Linked DNA regions of Mus musculus: region 1 is linked to region 2. The links are chromatin contacts, called in public HiChIP or PLAC-seq maps. All regions are on one chromosome and are shown on one strand. The core of a region is the stretch at or near the end of the contact, and the rest is flanking DNA. Distances in the headings are between cores, read along the strand shown.

The links. HiChIP or PLAC-seq counts read pairs in DNA pulled down with a chosen protein or histone mark.
Region 1: a contact with region 2 is called in an H3K27ac HiChIP or PLAC-seq map of regulatory T cells, with 2.2 times the contacts expected there. The contact joins two enhancer-like sites. A contact is called at or near these places in 4 of 484 Hi-C or Micro-C datasets (Th2 cells, bone marrow-derived macrophages, liver and 1 more), 4 of 115 datasets of contacts at active chromatin or transcription factors (the SCID.adh cell line, effector CD8 T cells, embryonic stem cells and 1 more) and 1 of 9 other capture datasets (embryonic stem cells).

Annotation. Positions count from the first base shown.
Region 1 is chr16:33,454,217-33,459,279 of GRCm38.p6, forward strand. It overlaps Zfp148 (zinc finger protein 148), which reads left to right. Exons shown (of 9, transcript NM_011749.4): 5 at 2,660-2,785. Among named protein-coding and RNA genes, the nearest start is that of Slc12a8, 61 kb to the right of the region's middle. Within about 2 kb of position 2,020, at least 7 of the 459 cell types and tissues checked have an H3K27ac peak or open chromatin away from gene starts, as enhancers often do. A contact at or near this core is called in regulatory T cells, where this site is marked.
Region 2 is chr16:33,342,349-33,347,087 of GRCm38.p6, forward strand. No RefSeq gene overlaps it. Among named protein-coding and RNA genes, the nearest start is that of 1700007L15Rik, 36 kb to the right of the region's middle. Within about 2 kb of position 2,318, at least 132 of the 459 cell types and tissues checked have an H3K27ac peak or open chromatin away from gene starts, as enhancers often do. A contact at or near this core is called in regulatory T cells, where this site is marked.

The sequences.
Region 1 (5,063 bases), core at 770-3,269, 110 kb after region 2:
TTTCCGCTCACAGTACCACCTGACAGCAGTAGTGGGGAGCACAGAAAGGGAAGCTGGGCTGAGAAGAGGACTCGAGTCCACGGGTAGGGTCCTGACGTGAGATTTAGGTTTAAACACAGAGCAAGAGTGTAACTTCCGTAGCTAGCAATCCTGGTCAGAGCACACCCCCTTGACAGGCATTTGACTGTCTTTGTCTGGGCTTTAGTCTGTCCTGAGGTGGCCTGTTAATTTGTTGAAATCTGTGTGAAATCCCTTCCCAGGAGACAGTTCCTTCCTTGGCTGGCACTTTGGGCTTTGGCCATCCCCTCCCTAGGGAAACAGCAATTCCTTGAGGCCCAGTGTTTGACTGGCCTGGTAGGCAGTTAGAGGCACTTTGTTCTTGTCAGGGCACTTAAATCTTTAGCACTCTGTGTTTACTTAGATGGTTTTCAGGGGGCTCTGGTGTTATTTTTAACAAAATTACAGAATTTTTTGTATTCATTTAATGATAAGTTTAAAAGGTTGCACTGAGGAGGTTGACTGATGACCCCCAGTCCGATGAGAATTAACTGTATCATCAGTGTCCTTAGAACCTCGGTGTTTTAAAGATAGGCAGCTCTGGAACCCAGATTTGAAGATGGGATAACAGTGTTGTTGACATTGAATGCATCCTGGACTCTGTTTCTCTAATTATTGTATAGTAAGCATTATGTCTTAAGTAAAGCCTTATACAACTTTATAATTATACCTTTGGTAGTGATTTGTTGAAAAGGCTAGGAAATGTGAAAAAAAAAAGAAAACTATATTGAACATAAATGAAAAATATATTGTTTCTATTATTTGATTGAATTTTCTCTTGATATGATCAGTTTTTAGAATTTTGTGGTTTTCTTGATCTTAAAAAAAAAAAAAGGACATCAAAATGTCTAAATATAGTTCCCAATACTGTATTGAGCTTTGCTGGAACCTAGCCTTTCTTGTGCCTTAGTATTAGACCCTTAATTGCTTGTGGCAAGGGAACCGATGCTGCTTACCTCACTGCTCGCTCTTAGGTCTTACCCCTTTCCAAGACACCACTAATCATTTTTTTCTCTACTTCAACAAAGTTTCTCAGTTTCATATACTCCGTTTTTGTTTTTCCACCTCCTATTGATTATTTTTAGCATTTTGTGTACGTGGTGTATGTGTTCAGTCACTCTGAAAACATTATGGAGGTTCAGCAAAGAGAAGAGTACACTTTTGAGGTGGGTGGTTACAAAAGACTTTGTCCCGCACACAGGTCCAGTAAGCTGAGCCTTGCTTTTAGAGAGGTTTAGGTTTACAGGAATTGGGGTGTTTGCAGGGTGGGGCAGCAGCAAGAGGTAATTAGCAGCCCTGAGTGAGCAGTCCTGTCACATGGGTGGTGGACGTTGTCTTAGCTCTGGTAGATCTTGCAGAAGTCTCTTGCTTACCAGGATGGGTGTTTATCAGAATAGGGTTGCTTCTGCTCCAGGGAACTCTGCCTTGTGAGGATATGCTGTTCTGGGTATCCAAGGTGACGCCAGAGGAAAGGCCAAGGACAATGATTTATCTATGCCATCAACCATTCAGGAGATGAGATAGATTATACAGACACTCCTGGAGAGGGAAGAAGGCAACCCAAGGTAAAGGAGACAGACATAACCAAAGTAGCAAAGCCGGGCTTTTATCCTAAATTTAGTCACCTTGAAGCCCAAGGGAACAGTCAGCTCGTTTGTTTGTTTGTTTGTTTGTTTGTTTGTTTGTTTTTTAAACAAAAGCAGTTTCTAAGTGCCTGTTACAATTCTCCCCTGTATATGAATATTCTCAACCTTGAGAAAACTAGAGGATCAGCTAATCTAGCCTTATAGATTTCCTGGCTAGTGATGAAATAGTATATGTGAAAGGGGCAGGATCTAAGGTCAGAGGCATATAAAACAGAGCAGGATGTTTATACCTAAAAGTAGAAGTGCCCCTATAGAGCAGAGTCAAAGAACATGGAGGAAATTCTCTTGGGAGTCGCAATTGTCACAAGCATCATGTGTGTGAAATCTAGTGAAAGGAAATTAGTGTCAGGTAACCATGTGTAAGATTCATTTCCTCCTAACTTCCTGGCTATAGTTACTCTTGGAAGGGCATACACAAGTGTCTTGGTTTTTGTTACTGATTTTAAGACAAGGTTTTTGTATGCAGTCTGGATTGGCTTCAACCTCATGATCCCCTCCCCCACCTTCTGCCTCCCCGTGTTGGAGATACAGGGAAATGTTACCATATCATTTCAATTCTGACAACTACCCCATCCCGCATACACACCGTTTGTCTCTGAACAGTTCTCTCGCATCTGGCTCACTGTCCTGTGCTTTGATTTGATTCATCCCTCATCACCACAATGGAATTTATCCTGGTTGGTTTGATCTGGTTTCCATGTGTAGGGAGAAAGAACAGATGCCAAGGACTTAACTACTAGTCAAAGCTTTTTGGCTAATTTCAAACAATTAAAGAAGTATAGAATGAATATACAGAACTTTCTTGGAGTCCATCCTCAGGCTTAATTCTCTCTGTCCTATGGGCAATGTCCTAGCATCCCAAAAAATACTCTCAGGTTATCTTGTTAGTTGTACTTCTGCAGAATACACATTGGACTTTATGCATTTCTAAAATCAGCTTTGTTTTTTTTAAACAGATAAGTGTAAAGCAGGAAATTACTTTTACTGATGTATCTGAGCAACTGATGAGAGACAAAAAACAAGTCAGAGAGCCAGTAGACTTACAGAAAAAGAAGAAGCGGAAACAACGCTCTCCTGCAAAAGTAAGAGACTGTGCTAAGGTGTGGTCGCTAACCTTTCATTTTAACTGTTGGGTTATCCTGTGGGCAGAACCTCTTTCAACCTTAATCCAGATCTAGAGGTCTTAATGTGGATCAGTAGTTGGTGTGCTGTGCCCACTTCTGTAGGAGGAAGTAGAGAAGAGAGATGCATACCTGTGTGGATGTGGTGGGCCATAGCTTACAATCTCTCTCTCTTCCCCACCCCTCCCTCCCTCTCTCTCTCCTCCCTCCCCTACCTCATCTGTATTACCCCTTCCTTTTTTTCCCTAAAAATGAATTTTCGTCTTTCCATGTCTCCCTTATACTTATAAACTAACAAGATAATGTATGATCCTTGCTTATTGTTCATATTTTAATACAAGTGTTGATGTTTCATGAAAGTTTACGGTGCTCATCAGAGACACCTTTAATAGACTGTACGCTCCCTGAGGGCAGAGGCCTCATCTTACCACAGCTGTATCAAGAACCTGAAGTGGGAGGCTGAATGGACACATGATTGGTGCTGTTTGAGACTGTCCTCTTTTGTGTTTTCCCTTGCAGTGGCAGTGTCCTGCTGTTGTGTAGTATGAAGCAGTGGGAATTCATCTTCATAGTTATTTCCCCCATGTTTTACCTTGTGTAGTAAAGACGCCATCCTTTCCCTCATCCTTTATTAGCAAGGTCCCAGCCGAAACTCGTCTTGAACTTGAGGTGTAGCCAAGGATGACTGTGCTTTTGATTCTCCAGCCTCTGTGTCTTAAGTGCTAGGATTGCACAGGAGTGTGCCACCGTGCATAGTTTATACAGGCCTGGAGACTGAATAAAGGGTTTTATGCATGCTAGACGAGTGCTTTGCATTCTGAGCCACGTCTTCAGTTCCCCCTTTAAGTATATTATATATGCCTCCCTCCCTCTTTGTGACAAGTTCTTGCTATGATCTAGGTTAGGCTGACCTTGAACTTGAAGCCTTTCTACCTCCATCTCCTGATTGCTAGGATTATAGGCATGCACTACCTTGCTAATTAAGTAACAGGATCTTTTTGGAGGCTACTTAATTGTAGTTTTTATTTAAAATCATAATCATTATCTATCTTGTACACTTGATAGTGTGGCAAGAGCAGCTAGTAGTACTGGCTTGCAAGAGCAGACTGCTAACATTTCAGCAGACTAGGAAATCCTCCTGTTCCTCTCGTTCCCCATTGTTAGACACCCCTTGCTACTGTCTAAGGGATACAGAACATATGCCTACGGGATTCTATTATATAAAATAAGTGAGTTATATTTTTGATTCTCTGCCATATATATATTCCCTTTCTGTCTACAAAATTTAGTAGATTTGTATAAATGTAATTTCCTGATTTTTCAACTTGTAAAGTGTACTTAACCCATTTTTGTACTTAAAGTTAATAATAGTTTTGTTTTTATAGTGCTAGAGATCACACACACACACACACACACACACACACACACATACACACACTCACACATGCACATACACACAAGCCCTTACTCATTCTAGACAAGCATTATATCATTGAGCCATATCCTCAACTCTAAAAAGTGTTTAAGCATTTTTATTAACCGTGTAATAAATTACCTTGGCAAGATCATGTTATAATTAATGATCGTTTTGCTGAACATTGCTGTGTTGTTGTATTCTTTTCATTTCCTTTGTAAGGCGATGCTATATGTGTATCGGTGCTGTCTGTTTCTGGAATCAGGGGTGTACTCTTGATTTCCAGAGCTGTCGTGCAGGTTATGTTTTTGACTGAGTGCCTGTGACTGGGCTGCTGCACTCCTAAGAAAGAGCCCAGAGGGTCATGCAGGCCTTCTGGAGCCACCACAAGAGCCACACTGGAGCTGGAATGCACGTGGGGGCATACTAAATTCATCTTTCTCATTTGTTTCACATTTTGTGTTTCACATTTTATGGAATATACCTGCCCCCCCCTCCACACACATACATTTTTTTTTAATTTTACTGTTTTTCTCAATGACTAATATGATGTTTTTATTGTTATTACCCTTTACATTAACATTTGTCAGAGTCACTTCAGGGTTTATGAAAAATTAACTTCCAAAATTGTAGTGATGGTTGATTGTGCTACTTTGTGCTCCCTGCTTACATATGAGAAATCTGTTTTAAGATTTTAGGTTTTATTTACTTATTTATTTTTATTGTATATATATTTTGTCTATGTGTATATACCATGTTCATGCCTAGTGTCTGTCTCCACCAGAAGACACTTTAGATCCCTTGGAACAGGAGTGACAGGTGGCT
Region 2 (4,739 bases), core at 1,068-3,567:
CATAGGGAGGGAGGGAGCTGAGAAAGAGAGCATGCAGAGGAGGAGGAGGAAGGGGAAGGGGAGAGAGGGATGGGGGGGGGAGAGAGAGAGAGAGAGAACAAAATGAATGATATCTGGAAAATATATGGAAGAGCCTCTGGGGGAAGGACAGCCCAGACCCTGGGCTGGGAAGGTTAAGGTAGAGGGTGTGGAATGCCAGGTAGGGACTGAGGGATGCTGGGAGACCCTAGAGGCCAGGTCTGCTTTGGTATGTAAAGTATGCACCTCAGCCTCTTGTCCACATCCGAGACCCAACAAAGAGAATTCATCTCAAAGCACTGTTGTAAATAAATGAGTGAGTGGATCTGCAGCTCTCAGAGCAGAGCTTGTCCAGGGAAAGGGTTTCTTTTTCTTTTTTTTCCAACATAATATTTTTATTGATTATTTGGGAATTCCATATAATACACCTGGATCACACTCACTTCCTAGCCCCTGCCCCTTTGCCCTCCCCAGGGGAAGTATTCCCTTTTGTTGTTTTTGGTGTTTGCACCTGAGGACACTGGTCCCGGTTTCTGGCCATGGCTGGCCCAGACATTACCTCAGTGGCTAGAAGGATGCTTGGATTCCTCATCTCTCCCCTCCTTCAGTTTCGGGACATTACGGGGCAGCTGCATTGTCCCCTGTACCAGTTCTCTTTGGACAACAGCTCTATTCCTACCCTTTGCTGGAGGCCCGGATCTGTTTTTTGAACTGTCAGCCAGGGCACCCGTGCCCCCCTTTACTGTACTGTGTGTCTGCCCTGCTGGGCTCTGGGGTTTGCTGGGCTCTGCCTTTGGACTGCGAGCTGGGTCCAGTACGATGGTTCCCAGATGCTGCTGAGCCGTCTTCCCCTAAGTGTCTATTTTCTTCTGGATGATCGCGTGGTGTGAAACCTCTATGGGTTAGCAAGGTGACCTCTGATCCCTGATGACCTCTGACCCCAGAATTAGACTGATCTGAACTCAACTCCAAGCTGCCCAACTAGGCAGATTCTTTAACTGTCCAAAGTCTCTTAACAAACAATTTACAGGTCTGTTAGGTTTGTGTGTGCACATGCACATTCTGGGTATTAAACCTGCAGAGTCAAGTGCTCTACAACTGGGCTCCAGTACTCAATTCAGCCTCAATTCAGATATTTGAAATAATAGAGGGGACCAGGCTCCCAGGAGGTGTTCACTAAATATGCTGCTTGCTCTACTAACTTATACTCTACTTTTCTTTGCTATGAACTATGGGGAGAAGGGCTGAGGGCTCATTGTTGTTAACACCCTTACCTGTGAGGGAGCTACCTCAGCAGGGTTGTTAGCCGCTAGCCACTAGCCAGGGCAATGACTTAGAAGTATTAGACTTCAGCAATGAGTTTGTGTTGAGCGGCTCCTAGAAATGAATTGATGTGGTCTCAAGATAAAGATGAGCTCATTTCCTTCCCTGGCCATACCACGTGATCAGTCTTGCACCTGCCTCTCCGCGTAACTTAACGTTTTTGGTTTTCTATCGTGCATTCCTGAAAGGTAGACACTCTAAGGGGTCATTGCCCTTTATAGGCTGCTAAAGCCTCATAGCAGACACAGCAGTAGTAGGTAGCTAGCCCCTGTGTCCCTGAAAGCAAGCAAGCCTAGGTCTACAAGATGTCAGGTAGGCTCTTGTCTGCCCCCAAAGGAAAGGCTGAACTTTGTGAATAAAGAGAACCTGGCCCCCGAGTGCTACTGTGGATGAAGTCATGCTCTGCATGAGATACTGCACTCAGATATTACACTGAGGTTGGGAATCTAGTTCTGTTGTGAAGTGTAAGATCAGCACCAGCACACACACAATAAATGCAAATGGAATGGGCATTCTGTATTGGGGTGGGGGGACCACCATAACCGGGATGGGGAGGAACAGCAGTTGGTGGTGACAAATTCTATTCTAGATGAGGGGAAAGGGGACAGTATGAGCAGGGCCAGTGCCCACTTGTAAAACAAACCAGATTTTTGCACAGGGCCAGTTTTAGTAAGCGCAGCAGCTGGAGTCTGAGGCTGGGAGCCATCAAGGGCTGGGGATTGTCTCTCTGCTTCCCTGCTTTAGAAAATGCTCCTGACAGAGGCCTCTGCATCCCACTGTCCTCAGAGAATGGGACTCTGCACACAGCCTGCATTCATTTGCCCTTTGAAGCATCTTCTGAGGCATGGAGCACTGAGTGGCGAAGAAGACACAGACGTATCCGCAGTGAAGTGCCTAAAGTATAACCCAATCTGGGCCAAATGTAGCCCACAGGATCCTAAAAATGAGACACGTGGGCACCTCCAGCCTCTAATTACACAGCGAGGATGACGCAGATTGGCTGCAGCCCGGGTTGAGAGCATACAAAGCCTGCCGCCTCTCTCCTTCTGGGAGGCGGGGATGCAGCTCCTCTGGAAAGGAGAGAACAGGGCAGAGGAAATGTCATTATTGTCAATGTGAACATGTGTGTAACTGTCTACTTACTGGAATTGTTTGTTTGTTTGTTTGTTTGTTTGTTTCTCTGTAAGATTTTAAAGCACTCAAAATGGTCTGTGTTTTATAAAACGAAACCAAAACCAAGTAGCTTCACATTTCTAGACATTAGGGAGAATGCAACTTAACAACATAACATGAGCGAGCCGGGCACACTCTGATCTTGTAGTCTCTGCAATAGGAAGGCTAAGATCAGTGGGCCAGAAGTTCAAGGCCAGTCAAGCTGACTACATGTCTCAAAACTGAGCCAGGCTCTGTGGCACATGCCTGTAATCCCAGCACTAGGGAAGTTAAAGGAATCAGGAATCCTGGGCTATGTGAAGCAGTGTCTCAGGAAGGGGGCGGGGCTGAGGTGACAGACAGCTCAGTAAGGAGCATGAGAACCTGAGTCAACACTCTTGTGAAGTCCAGACACCACAGCCTGTAATCCCAGTCCTGAGGAAGTGGAGAGAAGATCTGTGGGGCTTTCTGGACAGCCAATCTACCTAATCCATTGATGTCCAGACTCAGCTGAGAGACCCTGTCTAAAAGGTAAGATGGAGCTGCTGAGACAGATCAGTGGGTAAACACGCCTGCCTGGAAGGCAGACAAGCCGAGTTCGATCCCTGGAACCCATATAAGGCAGACTCAGGCCTGTGCACAACACAGTCCCCACTAAAATGCCACAGTAGTGGTGGTGACATGTGCCTTTAATCCAGGAACTCAGGGGGCAGAGGCAGGGGGCTGGAGAGGTTGCTCAGTGGTTAGGAGCATTGACTGCTCTCCTGAATGTCCTGAGTTCAAATCCCAGCAACTACACAGTGGCTCACAACCATCTGTAATGAGATCTGACACCCTCTTCTGCTGTGTCTGAAGACAGCTTCAGTGTACTTACATATAATAATAAATAAATCTTTTGCCGGGCAGTGGTGGCGCATGCCTTTAATCCCAGCACTTGGGAGGCAGAGGCAGGTGGATTTCTGAGTTCGAGGCCAGCCTGGTCTACAGAGTGAGTTTCAGGACAGCCAGGGCTATACAGAGAAACCCTGTCTTGAAAAACAAACAAACAAAAAACAGAGGCAGAAACAGGTGGATCTCTGTTGAGTCTGAGGACTGCCTGGTCTACAACTTGAGTTCCAGGTCAGCCAAGGCTACACAGAGAAATCCTGTCTTGAAGGGGAAAAAAAAAATCATTCAATTTGCCATCTAGAATTAAAATTGCTGTCTGATTTTAAAATAAAAAGTAACATTTATTAAGTAAACTTCCCTTTCCAACAAATGGGGACCACTACAGAAAGCCACAACCCCAAATGCAGAGTTGTGGATCTCAGTCCCAGTGGACAACACTCTAACACCTAAGGCTCAGAGAATGACAGAGCAGAAAGGTTGTGAGAGCCAGAAACCCAGGGAGTTTGCTGTGATATTGTGTCTCCTAAAAATGACAGAATCTCTACCCATAAAGTCTCACTAATACGACCACCTCGTCATGAGCTAGACAAGGAAGACACCAATAGACATTGCAAAGTGAACAGGGGTGGGGGTGGGGTGGGGTGGGGAAGCCCACAAGGTCTTGACCCTACACAAAGAAACAGACAACTAAGGAATGCTGACATCAGGAGAGAAAATGTTCCCCAGTAGAAAAGCACACCAGTGAATTACCCAGTACCAAAAGGCCAGCCCTGAAAACGTGTGTCCTGGCTAGTTTCATGTCAACTTGACACAAGCCAGAGTCATCAGGGAGGAGGGAACCGCCAAGAGACAATGCCTCCATAAAAGATGGAGGCAAGCCTTCACAGTGGGTTCTACATTAGTGGATGATAGGGAAGGGCCCAGCCCATTGTGGTGGGGCCAACCCTGGGCTGGTGGTCCTGGGTTCTCTAGGAAAGTACCTGAGCAAGCCACGAAAAGCAAGCCAGTAAGCAGCACCCCTCATGGGCTTCTGCATCAGCTCTGGCCTCCATATGCCTGCTCTGTTTCAGTTTCTGACTTCCTTTAATGATGTGGAAGTGTAAGCCATATAAACCCTTTCCTCCCCAACGTGTGTTTTGGTCATGGTGTTTGTCAAAGCAATAGAAAAGCCCTAAGACAACAGGCATACAAGAAATATTATATAAACTGACCAGGTCTTATTTAGATGTAGATATGTTATGTACTCAATAACAATAGAGACTGAATTTGGAAGAGGGCAAGGAAGGATATCTGAGAGGGTTTGGAGAAAGGAAAGGGAAGGGAGAAGTGATATAACTATATTATGATCTCAAAAAAAA